Regions from separate parts of the Mus musculus genome. Here all the other regions are linked to region 2. The links are chromatin contacts, called in public Hi-C, HiCAR-type, HiChIP or PLAC-seq and promoter capture Hi-C maps. All regions are on one chromosome and are shown on one strand. The core of a region is the stretch at or near the end of the contact, and the rest is flanking DNA. Distances in the headings are between cores, read along the strand shown.

Evidence for each region. Promoter capture Hi-C pulls out the DNA fragments that hold promoters and counts their contacts. A called contact is a pair of places that touch in the nucleus more often than the background predicts. HiCAR-type assays count read pairs that join an accessible place to other places. HiChIP or PLAC-seq counts read pairs in DNA pulled down with a chosen protein or histone mark.
Region 1: a promoter capture Hi-C map of pre-B cells shows a contact between it and region 2, with 2.9 times the contacts expected there. The contact joins the promoter of Erbin here to the promoter of Adamts6 in region 2. A contact is called at or near these places in 1 of 39 promoter capture datasets (pre-B cells) and 1 of 115 datasets of contacts at active chromatin or transcription factors (memory CD8 T cells).
Region 3: a contact with region 2 is called in a promoter capture Hi-C map of second pharyngeal arch cranial neural crest, with 9 times the contacts expected there. The contact joins the enhancer-like site here to the promoter of Adamts6 in region 2. A contact is called at or near these places in 13 of 39 promoter capture datasets (the 3T3-L1 cell line, Sertoli cells, cranial neural crest and 8 more), 3 of 484 Hi-C or Micro-C datasets (embryonic stem cells, liver and nephron progenitors), 18 of 115 datasets of contacts at active chromatin or transcription factors (the SCID.adh cell line, acute myeloid leukemia, bone marrow-derived macrophages and 13 more) and 2 of 9 other capture datasets (adipose tissue and macrophages).
Region 4: a contact with region 2 is called in a Hi-C map of the N1E-115 cell line, with 5 times the contacts expected there. The contact joins the enhancer-like site here to the promoter of Adamts6 in region 2. A contact is called at or near these places in 6 of 39 promoter capture datasets (cranial neural crest, frontonasal cranial neural crest, liver and 3 more), 2 of 484 Hi-C or Micro-C datasets (the N1E-115 cell line and bone marrow-derived macrophages), 10 of 115 datasets of contacts at active chromatin or transcription factors (the 230-238 cell line, acute myeloid leukemia, bone marrow-derived macrophages and 6 more) and 4 of 9 other capture datasets (adipose tissue, liver, macrophages and 1 more).
Region 5: a HiCAR-type map of Th17 cells shows a contact between it and region 2, with 5 times the contacts expected there. The contact joins the enhancer-like site here to the promoter of Adamts6 in region 2. A contact is called at or near these places in 11 of 39 promoter capture datasets (3T3-L1-derived adipocytes, the C10 cell line, cranial neural crest and 7 more), 2 of 484 Hi-C or Micro-C datasets (bone marrow-derived macrophages and ventral hippocampal neurons), 18 of 115 datasets of contacts at active chromatin or transcription factors (the 230-238 cell line, the NIH/3T3 cell line, Th17 cells and 13 more) and 3 of 9 other capture datasets (adipose tissue, liver and macrophages).
Region 6: an H3K27ac HiChIP or PLAC-seq map of regulatory T cells shows a contact between it and region 2, with 4 times the contacts expected there. The contact joins the enhancer-like site here to the promoter of Adamts6 in region 2. A contact is called at or near these places in 15 of 39 promoter capture datasets (the 3T3-L1 cell line, 3T3-L1-derived adipocytes, the C10 cell line and 10 more), 5 of 484 Hi-C or Micro-C datasets (nephron progenitors, trophoblast stem cells and uterus), 16 of 115 datasets of contacts at active chromatin or transcription factors (the 230-238 cell line, DN3 thymocytes, the NIH/3T3 cell line and 11 more) and 4 of 9 other capture datasets (adipose tissue, liver, macrophages and 1 more).

What each region holds. Positions count from the first base shown.
Region 1 is chr13:103,918,392-103,922,281 of GRCm38.p6, reverse strand. It overlaps Erbin (Erbb2 interacting protein), which reads left to right and starts at 1,696. Exons shown (of 26, transcript NM_001289473.1): 1 at 1,696-2,036. It overlaps D130037M23Rik, which reads right to left. Exons shown (of 1, transcript XM_006517803.4): 1 at 1-3,890. The coding sequence starts at 2,289. The coding sequence ends at 460.
Region 2 is chr13:104,285,917-104,289,632 of GRCm38.p6, reverse strand. Adamts6 (a disintegrin-like and metallopeptidase (reprolysin type) with thrombospondin type 1 motif, 6) reads right to left here and starts at 1,798. Exons shown (of 25, transcript NM_001081020.2): 1 at 1,633-1,798.
Region 3 is chr13:104,648,234-104,651,910 of GRCm38.p6, reverse strand. All of the region lies in intron 13 of Cwc27 (CWC27 spliceosome-associated protein), which reads left to right. Among named protein-coding and RNA genes, the nearest start is that of Cwc27, 170 kb to the left of the region's middle. Within about 2 kb of position 1,555, at least 14 of the 459 cell types and tissues checked have an H3K27ac peak or open chromatin away from gene starts, as enhancers often do. A contact at or near this core is called in acute myeloid leukemia, hematopoietic stem and progenitor cells and second pharyngeal arch cranial neural crest, where this site is marked.
Region 4 is chr13:104,740,678-104,744,344 of GRCm38.p6, reverse strand. All of the region lies in intron 10 of Cwc27 (CWC27 spliceosome-associated protein), which reads left to right. Among named protein-coding and RNA genes, the nearest start is that of Cwc27, 74 kb to the left of the region's middle. Within about 2 kb of position 1,319, at least 25 of the 459 cell types and tissues checked have an H3K27ac peak or open chromatin away from gene starts, as enhancers often do. A contact at or near this core is called in the N1E-115 cell line and second pharyngeal arch cranial neural crest, where this site is marked.
Region 5 is chr13:104,761,397-104,764,813 of GRCm38.p6, reverse strand. All of the region lies in intron 10 of Cwc27 (CWC27 spliceosome-associated protein), which reads left to right. Among named protein-coding and RNA genes, the nearest start is that of Cwc27, 54 kb to the left of the region's middle. Within about 2 kb of position 1,508, at least 15 of the 459 cell types and tissues checked have an H3K27ac peak or open chromatin away from gene starts, as enhancers often do. A contact at or near this core is called in the 230-238 cell line and Th17 cells, where this site is marked.
Region 6 is chr13:104,576,437-104,580,370 of GRCm38.p6, reverse strand. No RefSeq gene overlaps it. Among named protein-coding and RNA genes, the nearest start is that of Cwc27, 240 kb to the left of the region's middle. Within about 2 kb of position 1,655, at least 17 of the 459 cell types and tissues checked have an H3K27ac peak or open chromatin away from gene starts, as enhancers often do. A contact at or near this core is called in regulatory T cells and uterus, where this site is marked.

The DNA.
Region 1 (3,890 bases), core at 447-2,946, 370 kb after region 2:
CTTCAATTCAAAATGATTTGAATATCTTTGGAATTATTCCAAGTATTTGTCTCTGGCGTAGAACTCAACTTTAGTAAATAATTCTTTGGTGGACTTCGTGAACTCTTTCCCTTGGATGCAAGCCAAAACTCATCTGTAAGGCATATAGCTTTTTATTCAAAGTTGGTGATGAATAATTATCTCTGGGCTACAGACGGAAGAACTGAACCAGTGGCTTGAAGGACCCAGAGGCTAATTACCATCCCTGTGCATAGTTAATACAGCAGAGTGGGGGTGGACGATGGTTTGCCCAGAATCTATTCCATTCCCTCGGGTAAAACAAGGATGTTCTGTCTGCTAACATACTTAAAGCAGTAACTGTAAAAACGGCAATGTTATGGTTGAAGCTTTCTAAGCCATATGTGTTGACAGAATGCTTAAGTCTCTCTCTGCAATAAACGCAAACCCTGCCAGGCAGAACTACCAGGGCCAGCGCGACTGACTGAACGACTGCACGCCCGAAAGCGTAGGGGCTGGAAGGCTTCGCGGCGCTCGGAGTGCATCCAATGTTTCCTCTAACAAAGGCACCGTCTTGAGGCAATTTCGCGGGCCACGCTCCCCGCCTCCCAGCACCAGCTTTGTCTCCTCGGAGGGGCCCCCGGCCGCGTCGCCGCTTGCAGCAAGCTCGGAGGCCGGCCCGGCGTGGGAAGAAGCTGCACGGAGCAGCGGCGGTGGTTTCCTGCAACCTGAGCGTGCCATTAGAGGCGTCGGAGTGCTGCAGCTGAAAGAGATACCTGCTGCCTGGAAATCGGGGCTGCACTCGAACAACCTCTTTGCACCAATTACGGTCGTACAAAGAAACTCGATCGGCCCGGGCGGCGGAGGCCTCGCGGGGTCGTGGGGGGCGGAGGGGAGCCCGGCGGCCCGGGCCTCGGGAGGGTGGGTGGCGGGCCTCCCGCCGCGCGCCTCCCCGCCGGCCCGCGGCCCCCGGCCCGCGCCCCCCGCCGCCGACGTCGACCGCGTAGACCCCGTGCGCGCTGACTGGCTCGCGCCGGCCTTCGCCTGGCTGTGGGCGGTTGGGGCGCCCCCGCGGGAGCCCGCCCCGCCCCCGTCGCCGCCGCCGCCGCCGCGCGCAGCCTCGGCCCCCTTAGCCGCCGGGGCGGTGGCGCTGTTGCCGCCGAGGCCTGTGAAGCAGAAACTCCCTCCACCCCGGCCCGGCCCGGGTCCGCCTCCTCCTTTCTCTCCTCCGCCTCGCCTCCCCTCTCCGTCTCCCGCTCGAGAGTGAAGGTGGCGCGGCGGCGCGCGACGCAGCCTGGGCCCCCGGCGCGGGCCCGCGAGCTCCCGAGGAGACCGCGCCGCCGCGGCCGCGACCGCAGGGAAAGAGGACGGAGGAGAGCGCAGGGACGGCGGCGGGAAGCCCGGAGGGTTCGAGCGCGAGTGGCAGAGACAGGGCCGGCCGGTCGGACCGCCCGACGGACGGTCGCCTTCCAGCCTGCGCGGCCGGTCGGCTCCGGCTCGGAGCGGCGGGGGCCGGGCGGGCGCAGGGCGCGGCCGGCGCACTCGAGACAATACCCGCGCGGCGCGGCTGTGGGGGCGGAGGCCTAGTGCGGCCCAGGCCGGCCGAGCTCCGCGTCCTCGCCCCCCGTGGGCCGCGCGAGGTTCCGCGGCTCGGGGCGGGCGCCGTCCCCTCCCCCTCGGCGGCGCGGCGCGCCACCCCGGGGTTCCGGGTTCCCGGGCCCCGAGCTGGAGCCTGCTTTTCACCCAGGCAGGAAGTGAGTTTCGCACGGCAATTCCGGGCGGTGTCACGAGTGAAAAGTTTTTTCCTTCGGCGGAGAAGCGAGCCGGGGCTGGGAAACTCCTGACACAAGTCGCGAGCAGGAAGCCAGCCCGCACCCCAGCCCCCACCGGAGCAGCCGCACTGCTGCGGCCGGCCGGGCGGCAGCTCCACATCCGCCTCGTCCTCACGGGAGCCTCGGCGGGGCCCGGAGCCACTGAGGAAGGGCAGGGAACCATGTCAAGCCGAGCCTCGGGACGGCTGCCCTGAGACACCCTGAGAGGTAATTTCTTTTCTTTCTTTTTTTTTCTTTCTTTTACGGGAAGCGTCGAGCCAAGTTCGTGGGCCGGAAGCGACGGTACTTTAGTCCACCTCGCTCTGCCCGACTCGTCTCCCTTCTTTCTCCCGTGCCTTGGCATTTTAGCCGCCGAATAGTAGAACTGATTTCTCCCCCTCGCCCCGTCTACCGTCTGGATTCCTTTCTTTTTAAGACGGGGATTGTAAGAATGCGGTGGGACGAAAAGTTTTTCAGCCATCGGAAGAAAGAGTTCCTTTGTTGAGCAGGAGGGCCAGAAGTTTTAGTGCTCCGGGACGTATACATTGTATATCAAGTTGCTGAGGCTGGCAACTTTTGTTTCCGAAGAAAGTTGAGTCTTCTGGCTGCGGGGAGAGATTGATTCCCTCTCCCTGAGATGGCTGCCACATTTGTTTATGTTGGTGCCGATTGTTTTGGTTTTCGCGTTAATCCTACGCGGAGGTCGTTTCGGTAGAACACGTCTGGTTCTTTGGACTTTAGAAACCGGCTGCCTGCCATTCCCGATTGCTTTTTCTGGACAGCGAAGGCGCCGCTTGTAGTAGTAGTAAGTCGTGCGTTCTTTTCAGTCAGTAGCTTAACAGTGCTTGTTTGGTTACTTGATTGAAGAGTAGCTGCTAGATTTTTCTTGAAACTGGCGTTCTAGGAAACAGAATGTCGTAAAGATTAGGGATGAGGACGGAGAAGGATATGGCTACAAAAACAAAACAAAACGCCAAACACCTGCAAGTAGTTGATTGGTCAGGACTTGTATGCAGTTCCGAATAGGAACAACACTGGAAGGGAAGCGAAATAAAACCCTTAAAATTTTCAGAAGAGTCACACTGTGCGGAAAAAGCGGCGCTGTTTTGCAGTTGTATGTGTGTTGGCCCATCTGTTTTTGTTTGCTTCTGCCTAATAAGTGATAGGTACGGACTGTTCGGGCAGGAATTCGTGAAGCATGGCAGACATTCCACCAGTCAGACCTAGGGACGCTTCTGAACCGATGGAGTTTTCTTTATGGGTAGAACTAATTTTGGTTGCAGTAAACCCTGCTGTCTTTTCCCTTAGTAGTGTTTCAATTGTGTGTGTCTTTTAAAGTTTAATTTGCTCCCCCTGCCTCCAAGTACTTTTGTGGTAAGGGAAGTGACAGGTAATACTGTATTTTAAATAAATATTAACTATAGGTAGATGTAGCTTAAGCTTAAATTGGTGTTTAATCAGATATTACCAGAATAATTACCAGAAACCTGAGGAAAAAGAGTTGACTTCCTTTAGTTCAAAAGAAGAAAGGTAGGTTTTAAAGATCAGGATCAAGTGAGCTCACAACTTGTTCTTGGCTGTTTGGCTTTCATTAAGTACATTTCAAAAGGAGAATCGTTCCAGTATTTATGTTGTTGTGTTATTAGGGCCTGGTCTCTAGAGTTTTTGTTTTCATTTTTATTTTATTGGTGAGATTTGTGAGCCATCAAGCTATTCCTGTTAAAAGTCAGATTGCTTTATGAAGGAGTTTAAAGTGCATGACTGGTGGACTTTATGATTTGGGGACGTATAATTAGGCAGCAAAAGAGGTTAATCTTGAGCATATGAAAGAGGGAAACAAAATAAATGACATTGAACTTCGCTTCCCTTTTATGGCTTCTACTTGGCTCCAGCCTCAAAGCCTGAATAGAGCAAGTCTTTTAGAGAATGAACACTTGCAAAGATGTTTTTGTGTCATTCCGTTTTGTATAAAGTATTGTCACTTGAAAATACCTATTTAACACCCCCACCCCTTAAGGAAGTAGGTTATTTTTGAAAGAGTAGTGTGTTTAGATTTTGACATGTTAAAAATGAGATGTTCCA
Region 2 (3,716 bases), core at 549-3,048:
GTAAATACTTGTATTGAAACATTTTTTTTTTTCGTTAAAAAATGACTTTTCTCTTCCTTGGTATTAGTGTAAAATACTGATAACCAACTTTGGTTTTGGATTTGTTTTTGTAAAACTATGACAAATTATCTACATCTTTTTTCTCCCCCTTCCCACAAAATCCAAATATGCTATTACCTTTCCTCAATATGATAACTCAATTCATCTGTTGCTAAGCTCACAAACAGCAAGATTTGGCACACAGACCCACCCTAAACCACTAGTAGCTACTTTTGGTTGCTAAGGAAATGAAGAGGAAGTAGTAAAAACAGACAAGAATAGAGAGAAATTTTGCAGGTTTTTAGACTAAACATAAAAATTATTTACAATATTTCAGTCTTAAATGATTGGAAGATTTACTCTGAGGAATAACAAAAAATATTAATATAACTACACAGAAAAATTTGCTGCCAGTTGTGATAAATGAATGATTTGCTTTAATGTAGCACACTCCAAAAACATCACTACTATTCACATGTAAGCATCAGGTTAATATAAACAAGGCTGCACTGCTGCTTTGGGGAAAATAATCATCTTCAAAATTAATTTTCTAAGACGCCTTTAAGTTTTACATTGCCTTTCTTTCCCTGTCATGAATTTTAAGGGCTCCAAATTCACCACTAAATAGTTCAGTCTAATCAAAATAATCTTAAGAAAAGAAATGAAAAAGAAAGAAAAAATAGTACAAAAATTCTGAACACAAGAGAGTAAATTGAAAATTATATTCAGTGTATTTTTTTAAAGTTCCAAGCAATGGTTTGGTTTCCCTTTTCTCCCCTCTTCTCTGCACACCCTCCCACACACAACCCCCCTTCCCATTCCACCTCATCCAGACAGAGGGTAACAGTCTGAGCTGCCCTGGTTGAGTTGATCCTAAAGTTAACATTCAGCAGCCCATTTCCAGACAGCAGCGCTAAATCTATTTGGATAAAACGCGTGTGACCCAGACAGTTGGCATTTGGCCCAAACGCGTTGCACCAGCAGCTCAAATAAAAACAAGAGTAAGAAACTTACTCTCTTGTTCCCTCTCAGTGTGCTTTCTTACTCTGGCTTGCTCTCTTTGCCCCTAATACAAGTGGACAGCTTATCAAAAACATGAATTATAGCATATATTATCAGAAAGATTTTCCAATACTCCCTTCAGCACTCTTGTTCTCTCTCCCCAGTCACTGAACTTCAGTCTTATATACCATATATACAGACATACTCTGATAAACAAGGCTCCAGAGAGTTATGAGTCTAGCATGGCCCAAGTGGGCAAAAGTAAATCAAAACCACACGCTTTCATCTCTTTGATTAGCCTATTAAGAGCTTAACATATCCTAGAGCATCGGTGCTCAGCCAGCACACTACTGCTACCCTGAGAGCACAGGCATGAAATATGCACTTGTCTGAATACTAAAGACACTGACATGAAACGGATTCTCAGAAGGCAATTTCATAAGTCTGGAAATCGATTAAAAACACACATCATCATTACCTTCTCCACGCTATCTGGTGATTAGTTAAAAGTCCACGATGATCATAATCAAGTCCACTTCGCACAACATGCAAATTCATACAATAAGCGCGTATTTTCACATTATAAAATACCTGTAAGCCCCGGAATTTTACATCCACGAGTAGACTAGAGTTTAAAAGATTTCTATCTGTAATGTGAGTTTAGTGAAACTCACTTCTTGCCATAAAGCACGCACGCGCGCGCAGACACAACACAGAGAGTGAGAGAGAGAGAGAGAGAGAGAGAGAGAGAGAGAGAGAGAAGAGGGGGAGGGAGAGAGAGAGAGGGAGAGAAGGGGAGAGAGGGAGAGGGAGAGGGAGAGAGAGACAGAGAGAGAATATCTAAGCGTTTTTCGGAAGATAAGCAAAGCACAAGTTGTTGGGTTTTTTTTTTTAAGGTTTCATTGAATATTGTGAAGTCTTCCTTACCGTTTTCATCTTCAAATTCTGATAAAAAGTAAATTTCAAACAATAGAGATTGCACTGGACGACTCACGTATTCTTTTCTGTCTTTTCTTTTTGCCTGCCCGCCCCCCCTTGCAAAGCCACACCAGCCAGTTATTCTGCAGCCAGAATAAAACCCTATAGTCTCGCTAACTGGAGTTTTAAAGAACAGACTTTCCGATTTGGCAGTTAAAAAAAAAAAAAAAGAAAAGAAAAGAAAAAAAGAAAAGAAAAGAAAAAAATCCGTTCAATACATCCAAGGCTATCAACCTGAGAAGTGCTTTGCAACCCCCAACTCCCTCCCTCCCCCCACCCACCCCCCCTCAAAAAAAAAAAAAAAGGAAAAAAGAAAGAGGAGGGGAAAGGCTTATTAGGGGTGGAAGTGGTGCCCTCTCTTCCTGGACAGCTTAGTGCCTTTGCTATGCAAATAACATGTGCAGAGCATCAAAAGGTATCAGGAGAGAGAAGACAAGAGGAGCAGGAAGGGCAGGAAAAGTTTTGTTGAAGTAGCCCTCGAGCTCACTGCCGGCCCCAAGCCAACTTCAATTGCAGCAGAAGAAAATTTTGGCAGCTTTCCTCAGAGGCAGAACAAACTGACGTCAGTCTGCAGATGTGCCTCGGCTGCGTCGGGTGCGCATGTGTCCTGGGTCGTCACGTGGAGGGGGAGGGGAAGTAGAGGTACAATCGGGGTATCCAACCACCAGCCATTCAGAAGGGCTTAGACAATGTCAACTTTTCCACCCTGTGAATGAGAGAAACTCCGGCCCTCTAACCTCTCTCCCCTAACCCACCCCGCCTATTTCCTCCTCCTCTAACCTCTTGCGGAGTCTTGTCTGGTTTGTTATTTACAGTTTCTTGGAAAAAGGAAAGGCACGGGGTAGGGGGTGGGGGATGGGGTGGGTAGACTAATGTCACTGTTAGAATTTTTGGTGTCATTCTCTGACTTTTGTTTGTTTGTTTTATTTTAATTTCTGCAGTAAATATTTAAAAGTTATTCATAAATTTTGTCATGTAAGGAGTCAGATCAGTAGAGCAAAATTTCAAGACTTAAAGACATGAACAAAACGCCTGTGTGTTGAATATATACTTCAACAAGTGAAAATACCACCAAAAGAATAAAAAGGAAACGAAATTGAGACCTGCACATTTTCCATGTGATTATCGACTTCAGGTTATGTGGACCTATAAAAGGAAAAGGGGGTGGGGAGTATTGCATTATTTCCAGATGAGAGACTAGATGGTGTTTTAAACTGCACCAGGGAAAGCCACAAGTGAGGGGGCGGGGGGGGGGGGTGTTTTAGTTGTTTTTGTTTGTTTGTTTGTTTGTTTGTTTTTGCTTGTTTGTAGTAGATTGAAAGAAACTTCAATGATTGCTCAAAAGAAAATAAAGCCTAAGTCAGCCCCCTAAAAAGGTTGGGGGTGGGGGCCGCAGCGACAACACGGGAGCCCTGCTGAGATCTCAAGATAAACAAACAAAACATTTAGAACCGGTTCTTCTTGCTTTCCAATCCCACCTCCCCCTCCACATCAGCTGCCAGTTCAGCCTTTAAAGATAAAATACCACCCCGACATAGCACTTTCACTTTCATTTACCAGGAAAAAGCCCCTGGCATTAAACCATAGAGAAAAAATATGCCCACTGCACTTTCCAAGTCCTAAGCAAGCAAACAATGTCTGGCGAAAGTATCGGAAACAGGAAGAAAATCGAAAATAGCTCAGGACAAATATTGCCT
Region 3 (3,677 bases), core at 306-2,805, 360 kb before region 2:
GACTGCCAAGATATGGGTGCCACTCTTGTACCCTTGGGGATATTTTGCTATCCTGGTCATGGTTGTGGTTCTAATTATAACTGCAAAACAGAAAGTTTTCATGAAGAATGGTATTGCTTTACAGTTTTCAAATCACTAATGTCTAGCATGATAGGAGCAGGTAGATTCTCTTGTGCACTACGTAATGTTGTGATCTTTTAGAACATAGACTGTGAAACATATCAACAGGTAAAGAAAGGTGTTTGCCACCAAGGCTATCAATCTGAGTTTAGTCACTAGGACCCACATGGTAAGAGAGAACCAACTCCTGCAAGATGGCCTCTAGCCTCCACATGCATGGGGCAAGTAGCACATGTGAGGACACAGATACACAAATAAATAAATGTAATTTTATGATGTCACTATATGCTCATGGAAGGATTCGAACAACACATAAATGTCCTAGTGCCCATACAGATGACTTTGACCTTGTAGACACAGGCTTCTCATACCATACTTGGAGAACTGCTGGAACTCCGGCTCTCTACTTATGTGCTCATCTTGGTCCCTGTTTATCAGAGGGTATGACCAAACATGTTGGTCCTGGAAGCTTTGATCCCCGGTATCAGTTTGATCTCAAGTAGTTCCATTATAGTACTTTATGGATTAAATGTGTTGGATACAGGAAATACCGTGCAGTGCTTACAATTTTTATCATTTTTTGTATTACTTATTTGTGCCTAACCTCTCAAAATAGACTATAACATTAGTCACATCTTATTGATTCTAAGTGCTTCATAAGAGTTGTCTTAGCTGGGGTTTTAGCTCAGCAACATTTTGGGATACATAAATAAGACAAATTAAGTCAAACTGATCTTATATAGTATTTAATGAAATGTAATTTGTGATATCTGTGCCTGACATATAATAGACTTTCAGATACTTTTTCAGACTTGATGCAGATTTTTCCTAAGGAAAGGAGTGTTTGAATTTGTGCCACATTGTTCCCACTGGACCTGGGGGCCAAGGTGCAGCAAGCACAAATGTGTGTGCAGAGCTGTATAAACTCCTCTGCGGTACCTTTCCGCTATTTCCCTTGCTGTTTGAAAGTCAGTGATCACTTTAATATGTCCTGTGCTTGCCTTCTGACCTTTGTGCATTTATTTCAGGCTGTTACTGGCTGCTGAGATTTCAGAGTTCCCTATATGATCTAGATAAGATTTTCTATTTTTCTCTCATGCTTTTAATTTTTAATTTTTTTACTTTTTATTTGTTTATTACACTCATGAACAATGTTTCACTGGTCATTCAGTGTCTGACTGGCACTTCCTTTTCTTTACGGATTGCGCTTTGAGTGGTCATATTTAAGACCTCTTTCACAGAATTTTCGTTTTCGTTAATTGTTTTATTCTTTTACAGTTAGATCTGTTACTCATGTTTTGTAAGGGACTATGTGAGATATGAGGTTCAGGCTAAGTTTTAGTTTCTTCTTTTGGGTGTTTGGATGTTACAACATAATTGTTTCCAAACCTGCCTTTCTCTCCTGAGTGCCCTGGCTGGCCGCAGTCGGTGCTTGGTTCTCTGTGGTTTGTAGACTATCCTGTTCTGTTGATTGGCATGCGTATGCTAATGCCTCATTGGCTTACTAAGAGCAGCTTTTGAAACCAGGGAGTAAGTAACCAGCTAATAGGAGTCTTAACACTTTTCTTTTCTCTGAGTTGCTTTGGCTCTGCTACTTGTTTTGTCTTTCCATGTAAACTTTAGAGTCAGTTTCTCTTAAGTACAAAATAAATCTGCTATGGTTTTATTTGAATTCCATTGTTTATTAATCAATCTGAGGAGAATTGGTGTCCTTGCCACATTGGCTTTCCAGGGTTGAGTTTTAGATTTTAGTGTTTCCCACAGGTCCCTAGGCTCAGTTAATTGTTTTTGTTTTTTGTTTTTTTTTTGTTTTTTTTTTTTTCACTTTTCTCTAGTTCAGAGGGGATACTATATGATGATCTATCTTCAGACTCCCTGACCTTTTTCTCCATCACAGATGCCAGGATACCGAACCCATCCAAGTGGGTCTTCAGCTTTATACTTTGTGTTTTTCAGTTATTCTTACTTGTCTTCATCCTACTTTTCGGCATATTCCAAGAGTATTTAGCCTTACTTCCTGAAGGCTTTTGTTTTTGCTCGTTGTCAAGTAGTGCCAGTGGATAACATTTCATTATTGGTAGCTGTGGACTGTGCTTTCCCATAGCGCTGCGATTCTCTTCCTTCTCTACATGCTAAGTGATATTTGTTGAATCCTAAACATTTGAATATTTCCCTATGTATTTTCTGCCTGATGTTATTCATAGTCTTCCTAATCCCAGGATTATATGAATTTGCGTCTACACCTCGCTAGTATTTTGTACCATTATTTTATTTCTAACTTTCATCAGAAGCACACCTGGAACTGATTTGGTATGTTAGGCTAACGTTAGAACTCTTAGGTTCTAAACTGCATACTAGAATGTGAGTAATCCTGCTTCTTGCACTGAAGGTCTTGTGTGTATTTTTAAGTTCATTTCATTATTTTACATTGATTTTTTTGTGTCTGTTCTTCTGCCAGTTCCCCGTTTGTAATGACTATTAGCAGCACATTGCTGACGTGTGTGTGGGAGGCCAAGGTGGGCCCTTATTGTTCTACCTTTATATTTTTACTCTCAGAGTTTTCGTGGGTAATGTGCTACATTCTTACTTTCTTTTAGTTATCCACACCTGGAAGAAACTTAGACAATAGACCATGGAATCAATAAAAAAATAAAATTAAAATTAAAAAAGCCCCATTATTTAACAGGTGGCCTCTACCTGAATTGCAGCCCTGGTGCCAGGAAGGAAATAATTAGTCTTCAGACAAACCCTTCAAAGACATGGAAAAGATCACATGTGGAAAATAACTAGCATTAGAATGAAAAAGACTGGAATACGGGGTTTTAATTGCCATCTTTCTGGTCCTAATCTGTATGTATTCTTAATGAGACACTCGGGCAGGTGTTTTTCCAACTCTCTATGCACCAGAAGCACAAGAAATTTTAACAAAGTCTCAGAGTAAACTGTCACAGCTTTACCTGCTGTAACTCTATAGAATGCCTTAAGGATGGCCACGTATAAATGCAAGCCACAAAACCCTCGCTGGAGACTCCGTCCTTCAACTACTCATCAGTTTGAATTAGTAATAATCTCTTCCCTCTCTGGTACTACTGTAGATAACCACCAGTTAAATGTAGCAATAATGTTTTGTTCTTTGCTTAGGTGAATTATTTAAACTGATAAGCTGCTGTGACTGAGCTGACTAGCTTTGAATTTTGGTTGGTGGGTGGGTGGGTGGGTGGTTGATGGTTGGTTTCTTTTGAGGTAAAAACTCATGTAAGGTTGGCCTCAAACTTGCTGTGCAGCTGAGGTGTGCTTTGAACTCCTGATCCTCATGCCTCCAAGCCAGATACTTAAATTGTGACTGGCATGCATGGTATATATCTGTAAAATTCCAGCACCTGAGAGAAAGCTGAGGCAAAAAGGTTGCCATGAGTACAAGACTAGTCCGAAACAAAAGGGAAAAAAGCAGAACAGGGGAATGGCACAGGCCTTTAGTTTCAGTACTCAGGAAGCTGAGGCAGGCAGGTCTCTATGAATTTGAGACCAGCCTGGTCTGTATAACAAGTTCTAGGGCA
Region 4 (3,667 bases), core at 70-2,569, 460 kb before region 2:
CCCAGGGGAGTGTGCAAACTTCCCCTGTATCACATAGCTAGTGAGGTTTGAACTACAGTGCAGACTTGTCTCTGGGGTTTCAAAGTATACAGAACTTACCGATGAGAAAGCATACATAGTATTTGCTTTTGCTATTGTTACTGTAGTTGTTATAAATACATTGTGCAGCTTTAATTCACAAGCACTTTTGCAATGTGAATTTACACTTTAAGAGGCCTGCTTTTCTAAATTATTGGTATACTTTTAGTGTGGCTGTTGAAAGAAGATAAAATCTTAATGATGGCAATTAGTATTTTATCATTAATTTGCTCCTAACATCAGAGGGAGTAAAGCCAATCAGAATTTGAACCACATAGAAGACATGGGTCTAAGTTTATACACAAACTCAATGGTCCTAGCAAAGAAAGCCTAGTGAAGCATTTTGACAGATATGCAGTTGATGGTTAAGAAGGTATTCTGCAGACCAGTGAAGCATGAGAGTGCAATCTCAGCCATAATATTCTAGCACTTCTTGGTACGTTTGCCCTCAGGTGTAGAGTTGGACCCAGGCTTTACTGCATGGTGTAGCAGAACTGACTTCCTCTCAGCAAATGGAGCATAGGCTCCATAAAAGAAGAGGAGAATGGAAGGGTGTTCCTAGGCCTCCAGAATGTGTTTGTTGATCTGCTTTTGTGTGTTCGTTACATTACGTTGAATACTCATTACCAAATTACCAGTTTCATGCCCTTTTGAACTAATTTATTATTATAAATATGCCACATATTCATTCTCAATGCTGAGTAAAATACCAACCCCAAAGCAGCCACAGAGTATGAAAATTCATGAAGTTATGGAAACTGCAGAAGACTGCCCTCCTCACCCAAAACATTCTTTCTATCCCCTTTAACCTATGTATTAGAAAAACCATCTGAAAACTCCTTCTGTTACATGTGCAGTGAAGGACCATTCCTCTGAATCCCAGAGAATCTAAATTTGTTTAATAATGACTTTGAGAGAAAAGCTTGACCAACCCATTTCTTGGTTGTCTCCTAAATTTTTAGTATGCCCAATTATCAATATATTGAATTTTGATCAAATGTAAAGTAGCTAAATAATTCTGGTAGTGCTTTGTACAGTTTTTTACCTAGAAGAATATTAATAAAACTATGCATTACTTCTGTAACATTTCTTTGAACCAGGGGTCCTCAAAGTCACCAGACTGTCTGCGCCGGTTCTCCAGGGTGCGCGTTAGAGAGAGAGTCTCAGTCCTCACTCTGAAGCTGTAGGAGGAGCTGAGTCAGCATTAGGAGCTGTAGGAGGAGCTGAGTCAGCATTAGGAGCTGTAGGAGGAGCTGGAGTCAGCATTATGAGTTTTAGCAAAGCACCAGGTGGCTCTGGTATTTGCTATAACATTTAGAAATGCCATTTAAAGAATAATCAACCAAAAATACACCTTTGTCTATTTTTTTCCTATGCTGTCTTTAGTGATATATATTCAGTATAGCTTTTGTTTTAGCGTTGACAGTGTAATGTGTATAAAAGTGTTAGTTTTATTCTACCTGGTCTATTCTTTGTGACTCTAGTTATTGTATACGCTTTTCTATCTAATGTGTTACTTATTAGCCATTTCTTACCAATTTATCTTTCTGTACTCCATTGTTTCTAATTATCCACACTATATCTGTAAAGTATCATCTCTCTAGATCATGTGATATATGTTTTGTATGCATACTTGGAGTATGCACATATGTGCACCTGTACACATGCAGATCAAGAACATCACACATGTATCCCTTAATCACTGTCCACATCATTATTGTTACTATTATTTTACTATTGTTATTTTTGAGACAAGTTCTCACATTGAACCTGAAGTTCACTGTTTTAGCTAAGACTTGCTGGCCAGTGAACTCCCAGGATCTGTGTATATCTGCCTCCCAGTGGTGGGTCTACATGGTCATGGCTGCTCTTAAATGGGTGCTAGGGATTTGAACTCAGGGACTTCTGCTTTTACTCCAAGTGCTCTTACCCACTGAGCTATCTCCCCAGCCTCATCATTTTAGATTTTGATATGGCTGTCAATGTCATAAGTTTATATGATATGCTTAGCACAGTTCTTAGGAGAAATTTTGGACTAGAGGAATAAAAAAGCAGACATGGAATTCTAATTATATTACTTCGTTGATTATAATTTTATTGAACTTTTTCTATAAAAGTTTGTTTATTCATAAAATTAAGACAAATATTGAATCTTGCCACATGTCCTACTGGTCTATTAAAGATATGTAAGGGCCCATGAAGACCAATATGCAGTGTATTTTATAAACTGGTAGTTTTATTCATGAGGCATGAATCAAGCCTAAATTAAGAGCTCATATAAATAAATATAAATAAAGCATCTTTCCCATTTAGACTGATGGAATTCACTTTGGATTTCACATTAGTTAAATTAAAATATGTTTTATTAGGTGCAAGTAGTTTCCAAAGTGCTTTTCCTGGCCCTTCTTGTCCTCATTCTCTGGGGGGGGCAGGGGGGGGAGGGCTGTTCTAGCAGGTCAGACAAGGTTTGGATGCTGCCTGTCTGCCAGGTAGTAGAGGAGTGGGAAGACCAGGGCCAGGTTGTCTATCATGGAAAAGAAGACCCAGAGCCTGCAGCAACCTTGGCATGAGTCAGCCCTTCTGTAAGGCCACTGAGGTTACAGCTTGTCTCAGCTAAGCCCCTTCAGCTTTTTGGAAACAATCTGAAAATTCATTTAGAGCAAAGATTTAAGTGTAAGTTAGTGTTTTTATAAAAGTCAGACAGTTCAAAATGATGGGCTCTACAGGTGCCCTAGAGCCTGCTGTGTCCACAAACTGCCACATTATTTACAGTGTGTCTGTATAGCATTAGAAAAGAAGAAAAGCAGGTTTAATTTGTTTCCTCCTCTTCCTCTTCCTTCTCTTCTCCCTCTTCCTTTTTTTTTTCTAGGTTTATGGTTTTGTTGTTTATTCTTGGAAGACATAATTATATGAATTCCTCTTCTCCTCTCCCCTATTTCTACCTTTTCTCTCCTCTGTCTCCTCCCCATGGCTATCAGGAAGGACAATTTTAAAAGTAAAATAGAGGTACAAGTTTATATTAAATCTCCAAAATTACCCTCTTAGTAGCTTAGTACATACTGGCTTCGTTGACTCATGCAGAAGCTGAGGCATCCCAGGCATGGGTCAGTCAATTCCAAAATGTTTCCACTAAAACTGGAGCATTCTTATTCTTTTCCCTCCCTCCCTTTCTTTCAGCTGGTCTGGACCGGTAGTTTTATCAATCATACAGCCCGTTTCTAAGGTGGTGGCTAGTAGACCTTCAATGGAAATCTTAGAGACCTACACTGAAAGCCTCTGTACACTGTAGTTATAGACTTGTTACTTAGTACAAATCAGAACATACTGTATGATAAAATTCATTTATTCTATGAGTGAGGCATGTTACATCTTTTGTTCTGTTCTTGACTTAATGAATTTATTTGAAAAATATGTGATAGATAGTGAAACCATGGTAGAAATTAAATATACAGTCATTAAGTGTCTTGAATACCAGAATGTTTTTAGTTGAGTAAATTTTTTTTCTAGTTGCATCAAGTATTTTAACCCTAGAGAAGGGTACAGAAGGAATGCATTGTGAGAACTAAAATATTCCCACCAAAAACTTCTT
Region 5 (3,417 bases), core at 259-2,758, 480 kb before region 2:
TGAAAGGAAATAGTTTGCCACAACTAATGGTTAGATATTTGTTATAACAAATTATTCATCATTGGAATATCCCATATCTTTCAGTAGTTTTTTTTTTTTTTCTGTAAACTTCTTTAGGGTTATAAATTGATCAACTTCTATGGCTTTATTTTATAAGCCATTTTTCTGATTTTTATGAACCCCCTCCTCCTCCACCTCCTTCTTCTCTCCTCCTCTTCCTCCCCATCCTTCTCCTCCTCCTCCTCTTCCTCCCCATCCTTCTCCTCCTCCTCCTCTTTTTCTTTTTTTTTAAGTGTTTGTATCTTTGGTTGGGTGCCTGTGGAGGTCAGAGGCTTCATATCCTCTAGAGCAAGAGTTATAAGAGGCTGTAAAGTGTGTGATCTGGGTGATGAGAATTTGACTCTCACCCCCGGCAAAATCACAATAATAGTACAGGGCTCTTAAACACTGAGCCATCCCTCTAGCCCCTATTTTATTCTTGAATAAAGAAAAAAGATAAAGATTTTATGGTACTATTTATGCTGTTTTTGTGCTCATGTGTTTTTTGAACTTGTTTCTTGACACTTCTGATATGTGGATAATAAAAACCAAATGAGATTTAAAGCTTATTTGGCTAATTTTGGTGATAAAATAGACATCTCACATAGTACAGGAAAGATATTCAGAGGTGGGTGGAATGGCATTTTAAGGAAAGCCCTCACTTGATAGCTCTTCCTGTGTCGTAGCCCAGGCTGGCCTTTTGCTCTTGGCATTACTTCTGCCTGAGTCGCTAACATTCTGGTATTAGAGGAATAAGCCACAATGCTCGGCTAAGTAAAAATCTGAAGAAGCTACAAGCTACCATATAAGTTATACGACACACCCAGTTCTACAAATATGTGAATTTTGTATTCAAATAAGCAGATAGTTCATTAAAGCCACGAGACTGCACTGTATTTTCCTTACAACATTCATTAAAGAACAGGCGTTGTATCACTTAGTGAACTTCTGCTAATAGCTTACAGGTAAGTTTATTCTACGGAGGCTTTCTTCTCAAGCTTCTTGATGTAACCTGATGCTCTTTAGTGGCTCTAGGAGACAATGGAAGGGAAAAGGGAGAGGTGAGTCTCAAGGCATTCGGTACAAACAGCACTGCCTGCCTGTAGTTCTGTGAGCTCTGTATCCTATTTTTAGGCCCTACTTTACAGTTATGTTTTTACTTTCATTCAATTGCTAATCAACAGTTTCCTCTGTGAAGATGTTTTTGCCATTCTTGGAACCAAGTAGAATTTTCCCTTTAATAATAGTACTGTTTGTAGAGGTCCCAGGCATATGACCTTTAAAAAAGAGAAAAGAAGCAAATCATGTTCCTAAGTTAGTGTGTGGTTAGAGGAAGTTGGCCCATTCACATCAAGCCTAATTTGATGTGAGTTAGTACAACCTTTGACAAAAGTTTGTGGTTCACAGCTCTGTCTGGAGGGAGACAATACATCATATTGTGTAAGTCACCCAACAGAGGAACAGTATTGTCAGTAACAGCTCTTGAGTCGTCATTCCTGAATCTGGTGATATAAAGACCGCTTCCTTTTCAGTACCTTTAGATTTGTTTGCTGAAGGTGGAGCCCATCATGGAGAACAACGCTAAGTTTAGTAAGGCTTCTGTGATGTTTCTATTTCAGAAGACTTGTATTTATCTGAGTTACAGGACCGTTTATATAAACGAGAAAGTAAGAGTTTCCATATACTGGGAGAGCTTTTGAAAGGGTGCCCTTTATGCTTGCCACTTCATCCCCACCCAGTGTTACAAACAAACATTCATGTCTGCAGTAGGCCATTTGTGGGTGTGTGTAACTGTGCTTCAAGACATTCAATCTCAGGCCTTTTCCAGTCCCAATGAGGATGGTTCAAAAATGAGTGCTCACTCCATTGTCATTTAGCAAGTTCAGCTTTTAAGGCTTATGAATGTATTTTTTAATAATAGTAAATATAGCAGAGGGTGGGCACTTCGTATAAAATGACAATACTGTGACCACTATCAAATTTAATTGTAGTTTTGTTTCTTGAGATTAGGATTTAGAAATGATACATTCTTGAATAGCCTACTTAATTACCCTGGTTTCACGTGTGCAGGTGTAAACACACATGCACACACACATACACACACACACACACAGAGGCCAGACTCAGGTCTCCTTGCACTATGTGGCTCCTGGGGACTGAGCTCAGGTTGGCTGGCTTGGCGGTGAGTGCCTTTTACCTGCTGAGCCGTCTCTCCAGCCTTTTTAATAGAACCATGTGTCCAGTGAAATGTTTACAACGTGACCTCACTGCTTACTTTGGCTACCAAAGTGTCAAATTTGATCTTCAAACTAATTAAGATTTAAATTCCTTTTAATGGATAACACAGAAAAATTATTAATGAATTTACCATACTTAATAATTTGTATTGGGGCAAAAGAGAAGGCTCAATGAGTAAAAAGCCCTTGGCAAATACATGTGAATCTCAGAACTTGGGTAGTCAGCACCCATGAAAGTATGTGATGGGTGTAATGACTCTCCTGCAATCCCAGTACTTGGGAATCTCAAAACTCGGATCCCCAGAAGTTGGCTAGTGAGATATTGAATGAGCTCTGGGTTAATTCAAGAGCCCTGCCTCAATATATAAATTGGAGAACACTCAAGGAAGACTGTAGATGTCAACCTCCAATCTCCACACCCACATACATATACATGCACACAACACATACTGCTATTAATAGCAGAATGGTTTGTCTTTGTAGCCAAGTATTTCAGGCTAAAAAAATATACTTTGCTGTTGTAGTTTCCATTTAAAAAAGAGAACAGAAACCTCGCCTGATAGCAGTCTTTCTTATATACAGTTTTATCACTTACTGTAATGTGGAATTGTGCTAAACTTCTTCCAACATATGATAGCTGGGGTACTCATTAGCTTACAAACTATTTTCCTTTAGAATTTTTTTAAGGTTGAAATTTTAATACTATTTAGCTGAGGAGGCAATTTTTTTTTTAATGTTTGGGGTATCATTTCTTTAAAAAAATGAGCAATCCTTTAAAAATAAAATAAAGTAATAGCAACAACAACAAAATTACTGATATAACAGTCTCCTTAGAGGTTTCTGGATACATTCATGTAGCTAAGCAAGAGTGTCTGGGCAATTAGTATTGTTATGTGTTTGACCCATTACTCATGGCTAGCAAGCTTATTCAATAAAAGTGATCAGATTGGTTTTATCATCTTTTTCTAACATTGTATAGGGTTTTGGGTAGGTTATGTATAAATATGAGAATACACATTTTGTACGCCTTTAGATTTATTTTCCAATTAATCAAGACCCAGTGTGTTCTCATTACTAACATCAGGGAGAAAGAGATGAAGTCTATCTCAGCATAGTTTCTTTCAGCTTCAGTGAACTTAAT
Region 6 (3,934 bases), core at 406-2,905, 290 kb before region 2:
TTGTGTGATGATCGGGGTGTGTGGGGATAGGGGTGTGGGAGGGAGACGGGATGAGCCAAGGTGTGTGTGGATACCCTTCAGGGGTCAGTTCTTTCCTTCTACCATGGGATCTGGAGGTTAAACTCACATGACCAGATTTGCACAGCAATTGCTTTTACTCCTCCAGCCCTGTTCCTGTGTCTTCAAGAAGAAAATCTAGCCAAGACTAAAGTTAAACTGAGGCTCCGCTTCAGTGACGGCCAATACCTGCCAGCTCATACGGGTTGTGTTACGGCTTAAGTCTGAAGCGTTTCCCACCAGTTCATGTTTTGATGCGTCTTCCTCAACTGCTCTGGGAGGCTGAGCAACTTGAGGAAATGGACCCTAGCTGGAAGAAATAACTCACTGTGTTATGCCTACTTAGTGCCCGGAATCCTCTCAGCATCTAAACCATGATTTGAGGGACCTCTGCCACATTCTCCAGCCACCGTGAACTGAATGCAAATAGCTCACCTCTACTTCAATACTCCATAGATGCTCTACCCGACACCATGTTGCTTCCTTGTTAGGAAAATGGGTTCAGTCTGCAAGTAGCAGCATCATTAGATGCTAGCTAGTGCCCAAACCAAGAAGGTCATTCAGATCAAATCATAAAAGTTGGATGAGAAATCAGTGACCTTCTGTACTGGCTGGTTTTGTGTGTCAACTTGACACAGGCGGGAGTTATCACAGAGAAAGGAGCTTCAGTTGAGGAAATGCCTCCATGAGATCCAGCTGTAAGGCATTTTCTCAATTAGTGATCAAGGGGGGTGGGGTGGGGGAGGGCTCGTTGTGGGTGGTGCCATCCCTGGGCTGGTAATCTTGGGTTCTACAAGAAAGGCTGAGCAAGCCAGCAAGAAACATCCCTCCATGGCCTCTGCATCAGCCCCTGCTTCCTGACCTGCTTGAGTTCCAGTCCTGACTTCCTTTGGTGATGAACAGCAACATGGAAGTGTACGATGAATAAACCCTTTCCTCCCCAACTTGATTTGTTTTTTTTTCGAGACAGGGTTTCTCTGTGTAGCCCTGGCTGTCCTGGAACTCTGCACACCAGGCTGGCCTCGAACTCAGAAATCCGCCTGCCTCTGCCTCCCAAGTGCTGGGATTAAAGGCGTGCGCCACCATGCCTGGCCCCAACTTGCTTCTTGGTCATGATGTTTGTGCAGGAATAGAAACCCTGACTAAGACACCCGCAGAGCTGGAGAAGACTCCACACTTAAAGCACATGTATACAAGGAGGGGAACGGCATGCAGTTCAGAACCTAAGAACCCACGCACATGCTCACTGGCTGAAACAGCTTCAGCCCGGCGAGGCAGAGTGGGCTGTCTAGTGAGAGGAGGGGAAGTCTGGGTTTGACTGGAAAACCCTGCCTCCACCAAGAAGAGAGGTGGGGGGGGGGCAATTTAGATATCAAACTTGGGCCCCTATAGGAACTCACATATGTACTGTATGCATGAGAATGTACACACATACGATATGCAATTACCACACTAATACAAATGAAAAGAAATGGAGAACGAAATCTGTTACCCGCATCCATTTGGCCTTACGATGGGGAGAGCTGAGCCACTGCTGAATGGTGCGGTAGTTTCTACAAAGCCTGTGCCTTGTAGCTCTTCCCTCTCATTTCTCAGAAATGTCTTTTACTTTGTTCTAGCTGCTCCAAAAGTCAGAACTAACATCCCCCGCAGCCCGCCACACACATACACTCAGAAGCAAGCTGCTAAATTCTGGCTACGGGGGACAGGTGCCCAGGGTGAAGAAGCTGGGCCAAGTGCTGATCAGTCCACAGACTCAGTTCTGAGTCACCAGGACACGCTGGTCTTGGAGGTGTATAAGACACAGTTCCAGTGTCCCTTCGAGGGAAGGCTGAGCACAGGAGTTAGAGGTCTCCCAGCTCTTCCTCTGTCCAGATAGTCTTACACATACGGAGCGGTGTGTCCTGTACTCATCACCTGTCCAGCAGTCTGGCAAACGCTGGCCAGAGTGGTTTATAACATCTGGATAACTGCTTCCAGATGTGGCCTTTCCCTGAAATACTTGATTAAAAGTTTCACACTCAGCATCTTGTAATAAACTGACATATACAGAGAGTGTCTATCATCTGGACCCAAGGGGCTCTTCAAAGATGAGAGATAGGACGGTTTCTAGATCCAAACAGCAGAGTAGGACTGTGTGGCCAGAACAGGCTCCTTTGACTCCTCGTGACCAACCATCAATCAAATGGCGCACAGGCAATAAAGAGAGAGGGTGGACAGGACAGATGCTGAGAGACAGACGCCATTGATCACCAGCAGAGGCTTCAGAGAGCTGCTGTCCCTTCTGAGCCCCGGCTTCTGTGAAAGGCGAGGAAGGAGGGCAGCGCACACTAAGAGGTGGCACCAGGAAGGCAGGTTTCAGTCTTAATTGCTAGTTGAGTTCCGTGAACACAGTGCACTATTGTACTTACCGCAAAACGGCCAGCAGCACACAGGCTGTCGGTTCCTTTTAGTCTCCAGACAAAACAATAGTATGCTAAAAATTACATGTGTTTGTTTGGTGTGTGTGTGTGTGTGTGTGTGTGCACGTGCTGACGTTCACGGGTGCGCACACATGAGCCACATGGAGGTACCTCACGGGGTCAGGAGTTGGTCTTCTTCTTCTTCTTCTTCTTCTTCTTCTTCTTCTTCTTCTTCTTCTTCTTCTTCTTCTTCTTCTTCTTCGTTTTTCAAGACAGGGTTTCTCTGTGTAGCCCTGGCTGTCCTGGAACTCACTTTGTAGACCAGGCTGGCCTCGAACTCAGAAATCCTCCTGCCTCTGCCTCCCAAGTGCTGGGATTAAAGGCGCGCACCACCACGCCCGGCAGGAGTTGGTGTTCTTCTTTTGCCATGTGGGTCCTGAGGGTTGATGGCAGGAGCCTGTATTTTATGAGTTATCTGACCTAACAACTGCATTTTTAAAAAATATAAACCACACAAGCAGTAGTAAATGCTTATGACATGCTCCTTTGAAGAGGAGTTCAATTTTCCACCAAGTTGAAAACAACTCTGAGGTCATCTAACAGATCCAAACAAACCCTGAGGTCTTCTCATCGTTTAGAGCAAAGGGTCATGAAGATTGGAGGGTCAGGGGGAATGGAGGTTTCCTAGACCTCAGGTTAAAATCCCCAAGTCTGGGAATCAGGGAGACATGATAATCCACACCTAAAGGGTGGAGGAGGTTCCGTGACATTTGGAGATGTCATTTGGCTATCTAGTTCAGACTCTTTCACTCCTCAATGCTTCCCACCCCTCCCCACCCCCCGCCCCATAACCTTGAAAATTATGACCAGGGTAAATGAGTTATGTGTAATGGACGGAGCCATCTGCACTGTGTGCGGCAGCGAGATGCACGTTCCTTGTTCAACTGCTGGGTGATCCTCTTTACAATCAGCTTGTGAGTCAGGGATCATTGTTATCTTTATTCTGGAGGACAAGAAAATTGCAGCTCTGAGCTAAATAGCTGACCACAAATCTTAAAACACAGACCCGGTGTTTGAAAGACTCATAATCAGCCTACCTCCAAAGGTGTCTCCTAACAATGGCCCTGTTATTTTACCTTAGAATTCAGGAAAAAAAAAAAAAGCATGGAAATTATTTTTTTGTTTCCATCCACACTCTTGATGGTTACACCTGGGGTGTGCCTTGTTTACTATGCTCACAACCGAGTCTCTGTCCAATGTGGCTCACGGCTGCTCCTGATGGCTGGACAGGTGTTTAGCACAATAGCCCCTTTTCTCCCCATCTGCTTCTCCTTGCATGGCGGGGCCCCGACCCGTCACGGGCGGCTGCTTCCCACATGTGTTTGCAGCCCCATTGATGAGAAATGGCAGAAGCAGGTATTAAAGGCAGAGGTTCTGGCTTATTGCTCTGAATGTATTAAAAACCATTCCCAGAC